2 separate regions of the Sus scrofa genome follow, and region 2 is linked to region 1. A link is a contact called in public Hi-C data. All regions are on one chromosome and are shown on one strand. Each heading gives the region's core, a stretch centred on a gene start, on an enhancer-like site or on the middle of the called end of the contact. The rest is flanking DNA. Distances are from core to core; before and after follow the strand shown. Region 1 has its middle 51 kb from the start of APIP. Region 2 overlaps EHF (ETS homologous factor).

Region 1 (6,988 bases), core at 1,914-4,413:
TAGTACCTGGCAAATGTGTGGTGTTAAATACCCATCAGAAAGAAGGCTTAGAAGCAGCTGACATGTATATACATTGAACCATAATGTACATTCACAGTTCTGCCTCAGGGGTAAGTCCATTGCCCTCCTCTCTGTCACAGTATGATCCAAAGGGACCTAAGTCATCTAACAATTATGCAGAACACATCACTTCGGTCCACTATTTTGATGACATCATATTAATCAAACCCGAGGAGGCGGGGGGCAAATCCTCTGGATACCTTGGCAGCGTTCAAGGAGCAGGTGGTAAACACTACAGAGATTTAGTGACTTGCCACAACAGTAAAATTTTTAGGGGTCCAGTGATCCTGCAGGGTTATCCTATCCAAAATCAAGGTCAAGTCTTTGTACTTTGTACCTTGTACAACTAAGAATAGGCCCCTTTGGGTTTAGGAGATGGCATATTCCATCCTGGAAAATTGATCTGTTTATTGGGTGACACAGAAGGATCCTAGGTTGAGTGGGGTCTACAACACTCTTCCAATAAATCTCTTATACTAGAATTCCCATCTCAGGCTCTGCTTCCAGGGAGCCTGACCCAAGACAGGTGTTTCAGAAGTGACCAAGTTATTGAGAAGACAGAACCCCTTGGTCTTAGTCCTACTGAGTTTTCTTCTGGCTGTGTGATCCAGGGTGTTATTTCATCTCTCTAGGCCTCCGGGTTCTCATATGTAAAATATGGGATTTGTGTCAGATCAGCATTTCTTAACCCTATTTCATCAGATAACAGCCATGACAGATAAGATATATGTTCGTGACCCACTCCCAAGGGTGGAACCTCAGCACCCATAAGAGAAGCTGCAGGTTATGTGCAATAGCCAGCAGACTGGCTGCAACTCCATCCCACCCTCCCACTCTAGAATTGATACTGGAATGCAGTGGGGTAGATATCAGATTATAGGGTAGGGGTCACCTTGACGTTCTAAGTCATTTTTTAAAACATTATTCATCATCTATAGTACTTTCATGTGTTTTAAAAAATATGTTTGACAAATTTCATAATGTCTTAACAACATGGTTCAGAACTGGTGGTTAAACATGCTCTTTAAGATTTTACTTTCCACCTCTAAACTTTTAGATTGTGAAAATGAGTCCCAAAGAACAGAGTTTCAAAACTTTTCTATGTCAGTGCTGCTCTGATACTCCTGCAGTGAGTGATACCATCCACGCTGTCTTACTACCCCAATAGAACGATGCCCCTGAGTGATACAGAGTGTGTCTGCTAAACGTGCTTCACTCTCCTCCTCATTACTTCCTTCCCCATCTATAGTCCAGGTTCACCAACACAACCTGTGACTCCACTCTGGAAAGTATGTTGCCATCCCTCTCAAGTACTGACAGACATTTGTGGGGTCAAAACATGCAGTTCTGGACCTTACTCTGGCACCCAGTAGAAAGGTGACCAGGGCTGGGAGATTAAGAGTAAATGAGATACAGTCATTAAAATGAGTAGTTGTGTTTGTGAAATGGGCTGATTATTTTAGTGTTGTTTAGAGATATATTTTCTAAAATAAAATAAAGCACCTACTGCATTTTAGGCACATAATCTGAGCATCTTGAAATGAGAACCTGGAAAGTAGTATTATTAATGATTCCATTTATGGAACACTCTATGTCTGAACTATGCTAAATATTTTACAGTCAGATCTTTGCTCATATGTCACTTCCTCGAAGAAGCCTCCCCTGACTGCCCTATATCAAATAGTCTCCCTGTCATTCTCCATATCCCAATCAGACTTTATGCCTATAGAATTTATCTCTGCCCAACACTGTATTATTTTTATGCTTACTGTTTATTTCTTCAACTAGAAGTTAAGTTTCATGAGGACAGCGATTTGGGGTATTTTGTTCTGTCTGTATTCCTACCATCAAGAACAGTCCTTGAAACATTATAGGCCCTCAATAAAGTGTTTATACAAGGAAGATATAAATGAATGATCTCGTGGAATTCTAACCACAACCCTATGAGCCAAGTCCTATTATTGTGTCCATTTTAGTCATTGTGGAGACTGGGCCACAAAGATATTAAGTCACTTGCTTAAGGACATAGTAAGTGGTAGAGCCTGTATTCAGATCTAGGTGTGACTCATGGCTTCAGCCACCAGGCTATACAGCCTTTTAATGAACACAGTGTTGCTTCCCAGGAGGTGGTAGCTGGCCTCCGTGGGAACTTATTAAAATGTAGATTATTGGAGTTCATCCTGAAATACTGAAAAAAAATGAGTGAGAGAGGGCTGGGGGAGAATAAAGGGTAGAGAAAGGGAGAAGGTGGACAGAAAAAAGTCACATCTATCTCAGCTATCAATTCCCAAATGCACCAGTCTGACCTCTCAGGACTCTTGTCTGAACCCTCCAAGAGAGAGGCAAGAAGGAACTGTTTTCCCAAGGGCTCTGAAACACCTGGGATGCTTTGCTGCCCAGGTCAAAAGATACTAACAATTCAGCCCCTTTCAGATTAGCAGCTCTGCATGCAGGGCCATGAGACACAGTCTTGGACCAGACACCACATTGTCATGGAGTCCAGGGAGGGAGTCTTGGGAAGTGGATGTCATCGACACAGAGGCTGGATGGAAAGCCACAGAACTGTATGCAGATGCCTGTGGAACAGCCCCGAGGGGCACCCAGAAAAACTTGGAAGTTGGGTAGAATTTGCTAGGGTCTGAGGTCCCATGTTGGGGCAAGTACAGGCAAGTGCCAGCTCCTGACGTTTGGGTTGTTACTGTTACACTGATTCCATTAGTACCGACAAATACTCTTTTTCCTCTTCCAAGGTCTCTGTTTTCCTTTGTCTGGCTGGGCCCGGGGGGGCTCTGGTCCTTCAGATCATCCTGGCCTGTTGGGCATTGGCCCCCACGTGAGCCAGAGGGCAGGACAGAAGTTCATCATTGATCTCTTCCTCTCTAGGACTATCTGTAATTCTCTGGCAATTGTAAGCAAGGGGTGGGGGGAAGTTCTACAAATAGAAACTACATGGGACTAGAGAATTAGCTCTGGAGTGTCTCGCCTCCCAGCGTCCCATCGCTATGGACATGGGTGAGATCCAGAGAAAGGAGCCCTTTGTCCTCCCCTTGGTCTGGGCCCAGCGACCTCGCTAAGCCTAAATTCCACAGTGTCACGGGATTGGACTGAAGTTGCCCTTGATTTCTAGTAGCTGAGCTTTCCTGAGAGGTCCCTCCAGTATTGAGCTGTTAACTCACCACTCCTTTATTTACATATTAGTTAAATGAAGTACACCCACTCAGATTGTGAAACACCATTCATTGTTTTTGGCGAGTTGCTCCTAGATGTTGTCAAGAAGTCTTATTCTGAGGGGTTCAAAAGTGTTTCATAGCAATATCAACTCCGTAGTTAAGGCCCTACGTAAAAACCTTGACCTGAGAAATGAGAAAAACTCCCAATAGCTGAGGTAAGTAATTAAGCGAGGGACTACATTTTATTGTGTGACTTATAGTACATTTACTGTAAATCTAAACTTCCAATAACCCGTATAAAGTCCTCACAGGTAATGACCTAACTATGAATAGTGAGTTCCAGGGCTGCAGAACAGAACACGTTTGTCCTTTAAATGCTATTGGGAAAGAGAAACTAGATTAAAATTGAAAAGAGCAGTTTTCCCAGGTTCCAGTCATTGAAGGTTTGGCTTGGGTTCAGGGGTGGAATCCTGGTTTTCCCCCCAATCTCCCCAGGACTGTATGCAAATCTTAGGTGTAGCAAGAGTTGGGCACGCAATCAACTGCAGTTTTGGAATGTTCGTAGCACCCATGCAACTTGGTAGAATATTCTCTCTTCTTCTGGGCCATTTTGCTCCTCGTTTCTCGGGAAATGAAAGGCATGCTTGCTTTCAGACCCACAGGATTGCCCAAATCCAGGAGGCATCATGACCTTATGTGAATATTGCCCCCTAGAGTTGTGCAAAACACCAGCCCTGATTCCTTGAAAATGGAGCCATTCATACAACTGCCTGCGAAAATGCTGTTCATTCCAGCTGGATATTCCATTCCAGTATTCTTTTCCCATAGCCTGATTCAGGTTAAATGATGTTTTTAGACCCAGTCTATTTTTTTTTTTTTTTGGTCTTTTTAGGGCCGTACCCACAGCATATGGAGGTTCCCAGGCTAGGGGTCTAATCGGAGCTGTAGCCGCCGGCTTACACCACAGCCACACCAGATCCAAGCCGAATCTGCAACCTACACTACAGCTCTCAGCAACGCAGGATCCTTAACCCACTGAGTGAGGTCAGGGATCAAATCCTAAACCTTATGGTTCCTATTCAGATTTGTTTCCACTCAGCCACATTTTTTTTTTTTTTTTTTTTTTTTGGGCCCAGTCAATTTTTTTTTTTTTTTTTTTTTGTCTTGTTAGGGCCGCACGCATGCCATATGGAGGTTCCCAGGCTAGGGGTCGCATCAGAGCTACAGCTGCCAGCCTACATCACAGCCACAGCAATGCCACATCCAAGCTGTGTCTGCGACCTACACCACAGCTCACAGCAACGCCGGATCCTTAACCCACTGAGCAAGGCCAGGGATGGAACCCACATCTTCATGGATCCTAGTCGGGTTCATTACTGCTGATCCATGATGGGAACTCCCAGCCTCAGTATTTTTACCTTTTCCTGTGCATAATTTCATCCAGTACCCAGGGATGTGATACACAACATCTGGCACAAGGGAGAATAGGGGATGAAAAAGAGAAAAGGTTCTTGGTTGTTCCAAAGAACCTGGGAAGGGTAAGAGAATTTGTTCTGGGAAAGGTGTAAAAGTTGGCTTTGTGATAGAAAATAATGTTTTGGATCCCAGATCATGCATCTGGTTGTGAGTGTTAATAGACTTTGACATGAGACGAGGGCATGGTGTTCCTGGCAGATGATGAGAAAGGCAATGTGTCTCCCTTACCCCCACCTCCCGACCAAAGTAGATTTTCTATTCTTTTTGCAACAGGCCTTTACTTACAAAAACAGCTGGTTCCCTTAGGAAGTATGCATCCAACTAATCCTCCACATAAATACTTGGCTTCAACATGAGAAAATAAGCTTGTCATATTCAGCATAAAACTTGATTGCACTTGCCTCCAGGCCTTTGAACAAGCAGGGCTGTTTTGCCCATTAGGCACCATCGGCATAGTGCCTAGGCTAGGGCCCAAGAACATTTCAAGAGCTGATTAAAAATACCTGAGACCTGGGGGGGAGAAAAGAAAGAAAAGAAAGAAATGTTTTGCTTTAAAATATGGAAATTGTGAAATCAGATTTTGAAAATGTTTGGTGACATTGCAACAAATTATAGCATATGTCAACTTCAGTCATTAAATTTGCATCGCATTGCAATTAAAAACAATTTGTGGATTAGATTTTATTACTGAAAATTTCTCATGGGGGAGTTCCTGTCGTGGCGCAGCAGAAACGAATCCTACTAGGAGCCATGACGCTTCAAGTTCAATCCCTGGCCTTGCTCAGGGGTTAAGGATCCGGCGTTTCCGTGAGCTGTGGTGTAGGTCGGTCGCAGACATGGCTCAGATCTGGCATTGCTGTGGCTGTGATGTAGGCTGGCAGTTGTAGCTCAGATGAGACCCCTAGCCTGGGAATCTCCATATGCCGTGGGTGCAGCCCTAAAAAGACAAAAGAAAAAAAAAGAAAAAAAATTTCTCCTGGGTACCCACTGATAGCTGAGAAATCATAACCAAGTGTGAATCAAGAGTTACTCATAGAAAATAATTTCAAAAGCTAAATTAGAAAGTGCCTTTCATATTTTTCTTTGCCCCCAAATTATGGTAGATATGGGTCTTTTGAATGTTTGATGAGAGCTTCTAAGACCAAGAGGATTTGAATGGGTCTTTCCCCCTGTCTGGGATACTCTTAATTGTCTCCATAATCCCTGTTCTTTCTCTGATTTACATCTTTAAAGAAAATTCCCTCAAGAAATTTTCTTTGTTCTGCTCCACTGGTCTCCTTGACTTTTTCTTTAAAGATCACAGATAGAAGGACTTTGTACTTGGAGTTCCTGCCGCGGTGCACTGGGATGGGCGTTTTGCACCACCAGGACATAGGTTCGATCCCAGCCAGACACAGTGGGTTAAGGATCCAGCATTGCCATGGCTGCTTGGACCTGATCCCTGGCCTGGGAGCTCCATATGCCATGGGGGAGCCAAAAAAAAAAAAAAGGACTTTGTACTTGTTTGTTACAGACAACCAATTACACTTTATTTTTTGTTTTTTTCTGAGGGAATTGTTTAATTTATCTTATGTATTGATGCTATATTTCAACTAAAGTGAGAGCCTTGGAAAGGAGAGCATTTATTCACTCATTTACTCATTTAACGAAGCCACTGTGTGTTGGGTGGTTGGGATACAAAGTTGAGTAACATGTAGTAACTGGCCCCTTCCTTCAAGATGTTCATAGTCTAGTAAAGAAGATAGGAAAGCAGATAAATGTCAGCACAGCTACCTTCTGGAGATTTACTCTCTGTTGCTTAGACTGCAGTTGGGTTCAATATGTTTTTATTTATGAAATATTTTCTGTGTATCAGATACTGTTCTCAACACAGGTGCTGTTTAACACATTTGGAAGTATTAACCCATTTAATTCTGAACACAGGCCTGTAAGGAATTATTATTAACCCCTTATGAGGACTTTGAAGCACAGAGAAGTGAAGTAATTTGCTCAAAGTCATTTGCACAACAAATAAATAGCAGGGCTGGGATTTGAACCCAGACAGCCTGGCTCCAGAGCTGCACTATTGTCTAGGATATGAACTGACCCATTTAATCAGTTCCAGAGGGGTTCGTAGAAAATGCTACATAACTCGTCTTGCACAGGTGAGATGAAAGAAGCAAGGAATTCTTAACAAAGGAGATAATATTTGAATTGCTTTGTATGAAATAGGAATTTGCCCGACAGATAAATATGGAGTACAGGATTGAGAAATGCTTTCCAAGTAGACAGAATAGGCCATT
Region 2 (6,988 bases), core at 1,262-3,761, 180 kb before region 1:
CCTGGATTTCTCCCTGGGCGTGATGGAAGGCAGCCTCCCAGAATGACACATCCATGGGCTTCCCCTCGTCAAAATGATGTCCACCACATGGCAGGCCTGTCATCAGGACCTGTGTGTGCTGGCTCAGATATCAGATGCTTTTCCAAAGGAGGTATCATTTCTCCTTAACTTTTCAACAGTGGTTTTTTTCCTTGTTATTATTACTGCTCTTTTCTCATGGCTAATAAGTCTGACTGAGGGGGCTTCAAGCAGCCAAGCCCAATCCCTGAGTCAATCTGGGGCTTTCACCTGGAAGCCAGACTGAAGTTTTGACAGATAGGTTTGAGTGGCCATGAACTGATGCATCTGTGGCCTCCACACTGCTGGATGCTAGAGAGAACTTTTCCTATTAGGGCACAAAGATGCTTAGTATGCCTCTTATTCACATTTAGGGGGAAAAAATTAAGTACTGAGAGGATCTTGACTTCACTAATAAAAGTAGGTGATCCTAAGAGACATCCTCCTCCTCTTAAAAAAATACAAGGATCTATTTCAAAGCTACAAAGAATTATATTGCACTTCCCCCCAGGCCCCGATTTGTTTACTGTAATACATCTGATCTATTTTCTAGCTTTGTGTCTTCAAATAAGTTGCTTAAAGTCTCTGTGCCTCCTTTTATCTGTAAAATGGGCATAATATTAGTACCAGCGTCTGGGGCTCTTGCCAGGAGTGAGTGAGACCATTCCTATAAAGCCTAGCTCAATTCCTAGCACATTGTAAACGCTCAAGAAATATAAACTTTCATCCCTGTCATAATTGCGGTGGTTGTTCTGAAAATCTAAAGTCAGTGAGATCCCAAGTTGGTGGCTGTTGATCTTTCCTTGGTGGGAGCATCTTAATCTTTCTCTGGGAAGAAACTCGAATCTTGAAATGGCCAGATTCATTGTCCCAGTCCATCCCAACTCCTTCCTGGCTTCCATTCCCACCTCTTACCTCCCTCCACCCTTCCCGCATTCCTGCGCCCTAGGTCTTATTTATTTTTCAGTCGACTGAGGGTGTTGTTGAATCTTTTCTTTTTCTGGCTGCCCAGTCTGGTTCCGAGGCACTCCACTCCCTGCCCTGCTCATGACAGGAATGCTTGGGAATGCTCAGCCAGCCATATCCCTCCCCTGTCGGGACACCCAGTCCTTAACGCTCCTTGAGAAGTGGCATTTCTGAGGCCGTCCCCCACCTCTGGGCTCCCCCTGAAGCCAGGGGTCTGGTGATAATGAAGGTCCTGTGGCGGAGAGGAAGCTGCAGAGGGAGGTGATAATCTCGGGGACCCTGGCATGTTGCCCACATCCTAGGCTTTCTGCTCAAGGCTTAGAGAGAGATATTAAGAGGCTTCTCCTGACTGTGTGTGTTGAAGGCTGGGTGATGATGCCATTGCTTAATTAGCATTGTCATGATCTCCATTTGAGTGATTTGTTTAGCTATTTGTGACTCTTTTGGGCTTGAGCGCATCATGTGATATTGACAAACTGTTGAGAAATGAGAGCGCGGCGGTGATGCCTGAGTTAGTGCAGCCATTGCACTGTCAACATCTCAGGTCCTTTTCACCTGGGACTTCAAGTCACTTGGCTGCACCTGAGTGCGTATCCACAGGTCGCCTTGGAGGGAGGAATGGCCAGCGTCCTTGCCCTGCTGGGAAAGCTCTGGTCCAGACAACGGGGATTTTCAAATCATACTGCTTGCCCAGGGCTGGATGGAAGAAGTCTTTGGGAGAGGCACGCTGAGTCCCTGCTTTAGGAGGTAACCCCTAGACCACACCTACTCCCTGAGCCACACTGAGTTTCAGAAGTCAACCATTTGGAAGAGTGTGGTTTGAGTTTTGGTCATACCCCGGCAGCCCCTTTCCCTGCCCTTGTTAATCGGATCAGGATCTTAATCTGGGCTGGCTGGAGGCTGGCCATGTCATTCTGTGGATCTTGGACACCCCTCAGTGCCCTCACAGAGCCAGCCAATGGAAAAGTACAGTGTCTTCTGGCTTCTTGGCCCTGCCAGCTCTGGCTGGCCTCTTTGATACCACCTTTTCTTCGGAGGGAGTGGGAGGGTAGCCTTCAAACTGAAAGCATGGGTTTTTCTTTGGTTTTTATAGGAAAAACAAATTGGCATGAACTCTCAGTCGAACCAGCTCAGGCTGTTTGGGCAGATGCCTTTCTTTGCTTTTTTCTGTTTATTTTCCAACAAATCAATGCTTAACTGCGTTGTTATTGGAGCAGAGCAACAGGTGCAAAAAAATAACTCTGCTGCCAACTCAAATGAAAAGGTAGGGCTTATACCCTCTGGGAGGTATTCAGAAGATAACAGAAGCCCCTGCCAGCAACTGAATTAACAGCTCTGTTTACGGTGGGTTTTATGTTAACCTGCCCCTATAACCCTCTGACACATAAACACGCTATTGTCTCGGGGAAAGACATTCAGCCCTCCAGACAACCAACGGCTTTATTCTGCCCTGAGTTGAGATTGGTTTTGGCTGAGGCTGCTTTGTGACACGCAGGGCTGCCAACTCCAGGTCTTAGTGAGGGTTTCCTGGGAAGGCAAGGGCACAGGGTTGCCGGAGAGAGGAGGATCGGTCCTGTTTTTAAACAGTGTTGAAGTTCTCGCCAAGTTCGGTCCTTTCGAAATGCCGGGGCCGGTCGCCTGGCTCTCTCCGCTGTTACTCCACTGTGTGTCTTCAGCAGGAGATGGCGAATGAGGTCAGAGGACATGGGGAAAGAGACATTGTTTTCAGAAGCGGTGTCCTGGCCGAATGGAGCAGGGCAGCTTCTGGGTTTGGTTCCCTGATGTCCACGCAGTGCCTCGCCTCTAGAGGATAGTCGATAAATACCTATTAATCGGAGGGGTAAATAAATATTTATACTAGCAGGACAAACCTTGCTTGATGATGGCTTCTCTCTTCTGAAGGCTAAGACAGCAGTCTTCCTCGGTCTGAGGTCTAAAATCCAGGGTGATTAAGTAATCTTTGGAAGAGCAGGGGTGGGGGTGGGATAGGGGAAGGGCTGACTCAGCCGGCCATGAGCTTCCCCTGTTGGAAGTCATTGTCCCGGCAATGCTCTGCAAGTGCTGTGCTCCGGGGCTGGGTTTGTTTGCTTGGCCTTCAGGGACCCATCCCTCTCAGCGGCTGGGCACTGTTGCCTTGAACCCTTTGGTGGTGCTGAACGTCAGGACCTGCTTCATTTCAAATTGGCAAATAACCGAGTGATAGGATCTCCGCAGATGAACTGGAGCTCGGGTTCTTGGGACCGAATGTGTTGTCTCTGACTTTACAAGGATTTCCTGGCCTTTATGGATATTTCTCTTTCAAGGCCCATCACCGCTGGAGGTGGTTATCTTGTTGTGGGAAGTTGAGGGAAGACAAAGCAGAGGAGCCTTGGACCAGGAGGGCTCGGCTGTGAGAGGGCTTAAGGATTGGTGAGCGGGGGGTTCTTAAAGACATAGAGTCTCATTCACAGGTCTGGGTGGCACCCCAGGAAACTTCAAGTTTAAGTTCTCCTCGGGTGCTGAGGATAGAGGTGGCCTAAAGACTGACTTTTGAGAAACAGCTGTGTGGCCTCTTCAGCCACGTAGAAAAACCACCATCAAATTAATTCTGGATGCTCTGGTTCATCACGTGTGTCCCTTTCCAAAGACCTACAGAGACCTAGGATTGTAATAAGTGGGGGCCTAGGTTTTGTTTTTGGTTTTGGTCTTTGCTATACGTTCTTTATGATTCTTTGGTTTTAGAACAGAGTTGAGGATTCATGGGGAGATAGATACTGAGGTTCAGGGTGGTGGGGAAAATGGTGAAATCTTCACCAGCTTGCCAAACAGAGGTCCAGAATGGCCCTCCTGGATGCAGCACGGTGGCTCCAGCAGCTGCCAATGGGAAGAGCCAATGGGGCCCTTCCTGGTGTCGCCATAGAACTAGGCAACACCCAGGTCCAGTGCAGAGAGCAATAATAGAATCTCTCAGGCCTTCTCTCAGAGGATGGAGTAAACATATCTCCCACCCCCAACCCCACTACAAAGTTTTCTTGACATTTCAATCCAACATGAGTGCAAGAGAGATTTTTTTTTTTTTTAAAGACTCTTGGTGTCCATAGATTTGTAAGAGGTCAGTGGATGGTCTTTAGAGGGCCCAGGGCCCTAAAAAAACCAGGTGTGAATATGCATTTCTGGGAGGAGAGAGCCCTAGTTTCTGTGGAGGTCTCAAAAGCCTCTAAGCTTTTATGACTCAAAGCTTGCTCCATTTTAGTCTGTCGTATAGCTGAACGAGATTGATAAGGGCCCCTGAGGTCATGTAAGGTACTTTTGTCTTTTGATCAAATTTAGTGCCTGTCTGTTGTCAGTATCTGTGTCTTGTGTGGATCTGGCACCAAGAATGATAAAGATCAGCATAATCCGTATGTTTCTAAATGATTTACAGTCAGAAAAGTATATCTGTAATGGATCAGCTCTTGGCCTTCCAATATGGCGTCACTGCTCATGAAAACACTTGAAAGCCCAGGAATAATGCTTCTGATGTTGCCCCTGGAAACATGAAATATCTGTTTCAAAACACGTTATGAGGGTATGAAATTACCTGTGATGTAATCCCGAGAGGATCAAATACATTCCCCAAGCTTGATTCACATTTTGATTCATTTGGAAAACATGAATTATTGTCTATGTTACATTCAGTTAGATTTCACATGTACTTGAATTTTCTTTTCTCCGCCTTGGGAGTAGTTCTTTTGAAATGATAGTCATATTGAAACAGGAAGTCAGTGAGCTATTGCAACATCCTTTGGGCAAGTGCTGTGAATTCACCTGCTGGCAACTTTGATTAAGAACCGAGAATGATCTGGATATCGTGGTCATCACAAAAGTCATTGTTTAAAAGACCTAATCGCTCCTTGGGTTTGAGGAGTGAAAATACCCACACAAGGCAGCCAATTATGAGGCACTTTGGAGATGATGTGGTTGAATGAATCGAGGAGCTGGGAAGAAGGTAGACCATGGCCTTGACTCTCAGTCCCCTGGGGCTGGGAACAGAGACTGCAGGCAAAGCCCTGCTTAAGATTTGCTGTGGGGAGTTCCCGTCGTGGCGCAGTGGTTAACGAATCCGACTAGGAACCATGAAGTTGCGGTTCGATCCCTGCCCTTGCTCAGTGGGTTAACGATCCGGCATTCCGTGAGCTGTGGTGTGGGTTGCAGACACGGCTCGGATCCCGTGTTGCTGTGGCTCTGGTGTAGGCTGGCAGCTACAGCTCCGATTAGACCCCTAGCCTGAGAACCTCCATATGCTGCGGGAGCGGCCCAAGAAATGGCAAAAAGACAAAAAAATAAAAAGATTTGCTGTGGCCCTGGTGACTCCCAGTGTATCTTCCTTTTCTAGCAGAAGCAAACCCCGCTTTTTTGCCTGAGGTCTAATTCAGATGAAGCTCCAACAATCATGGACCTGTTTATCTCCAAAATATAAAATGAACTTTATTGAGTCATAAGAGAAGTATTTATATTAGGAGTTCCCGTCGTGGTGCAGTGGTTAATGCATCCAACTAGGAACCATGAAGTTGCGGGTTCAATCCCTGGCCTTGCTCAGTGGGTTAAGGATCCGGCATTGCTATGAGCTGTGGTGTAGGTTACAGACACGGCTTGGATCCCACGTTGCTGTGGCTGTGGCGTAGGCCGGCGGCTAAGCTCGATTAGATCCCTAGCCTGGGAATCTCCATATGCCGCAGGAAGTGGCCCTGGAAAAGGCAAAAAGATAATTAAAAAAAAAAAAAAGAGAGAGGAGAGAAGTATTTATATTATATGTATGCATAAATATTCATATTTATCCATGTATATAAGTATGTATGTATCTATAAATGTATAGGTGTATAGATCTGTTTTAATGGCTGAAAGAGTATCATTGATAAAACTGGCCCTGCTTTTGAACCCTAGCATATTCCTACCTAAGCATGTTGTAGACATGGCAAAACGAAGAGAGCTTTCCATGCTCTCATCCTAAAAGTCACTCTTTGATATACTGGAAAAAGATGACTATGGGTTGCTCTGGCAAAGAAGGAAAATCAGGGTCCCTGCATGACTGAGTGATCTGGAGAATTTTATAATCTTGGAGAAACGTGGTAGAGGTGAGAGGCCCCAGATGGCACCAGGAGAGAGCAGTGACTATGTATGAAATGGGGGCAGGGGGCAAGTTGAGTTGAGGGCGTCTTTCTTCTCTGGCAAAGCACCCCCTTCTCAGCAGAAAGTTCCCAGGGTTTATTGCTAGGCAGTCCGGGTTTGAGTGCTCTTCTAGCTCCAATTCTTTCGAGGCTGTGTGAGCTTGAACAAATGACCTAACCCCTCTGAGCCTCAGCTAAGCCCCAGATAAGTGACATCTTGCCTTATAGAGTGATTGTAATATTGACTGACATGATGCACTTAAAACTATTAGCACAGAGCCAGTGCATTTTAAACGTTCAATAAGCCCCAGCTGCTGTAGTAGAATTGTTGTTGTTATTTTATAGCATTTGGTCCTAGGTCTCAGTAGCCCTACTACGGAGCAAAAGATACCTCTGGCTCCAGATAAGTGAGCCCAAACTGGGCCGCATATGTCTCTGCTGGCAGGTTCTCTCTGTGTGTTTGAGAGAGACCAGTGGAGTGATGCTTGGCCTTTTTATCAGTCCCGAGACTGGGCAGAACCTCCTGGGTTCCAGGGTGCTTGGCTCTGCCCTTGTCAAAGTCCCAGGGGTGCCTCCTTCCCCCCCACTTTGCTGTCCCTTTGAGTTCAAATCCCAGACCCCTTCTTCCAGTAACTGAGCATTTCCTGTGCAAGGGGACCCTGCAGGCTGCAGAAATCCTCTGTCCATCCTCTGCCAGGAGCTCCCATTTGGGACGTGCTGCTCTCCTGTGCACCTGCAGACCAGCCACACTTGTGTGGGAGCACAACACCGGGTGGTAACTCAGAGCCTGCCGAGGTGTGCCCTCCCACTGCTCCTGGCAGCCTCAGGCAGCGTGTGTC

Evidence for each region. Hi-C and Micro-C count contacts between places; a contact is called where the count stands out from the background.
Region 2: a Hi-C map of liver shows a contact between it and region 1, with 4 times the contacts expected there. The contact joins two enhancer-like sites. A contact is called at or near these places in 4 of 47 Hi-C or Micro-C datasets (liver and skeletal muscle) and 1 of 2 datasets of contacts at active chromatin or transcription factors (alveolar macrophages).

What each region holds. Positions count from the first base shown.
Region 1 is chr2:26,142,541-26,149,528 of Sscrofa11.1, reverse strand. No RefSeq gene overlaps it. Among named protein-coding and RNA genes, the nearest start is that of APIP, 51 kb to the right of the region's middle. Within about 2 kb of position 3,163, at least 14 of the 83 cell types and tissues checked have an H3K27ac peak or open chromatin away from gene starts, as enhancers often do. A contact at or near this core is called in liver, where this site is marked.
Region 2 is chr2:26,317,529-26,324,516 of Sscrofa11.1, reverse strand. The region is part of intron 2 of EHF (ETS homologous factor); the gene reads left to right. Among named protein-coding and RNA genes, the nearest start is that of EHF, 19 kb to the left of the region's middle. Within about 2 kb of position 2,511, at least 29 of the 83 cell types and tissues checked have an H3K27ac peak or open chromatin away from gene starts, as enhancers often do. A contact at or near this core is called in liver, where this site is marked.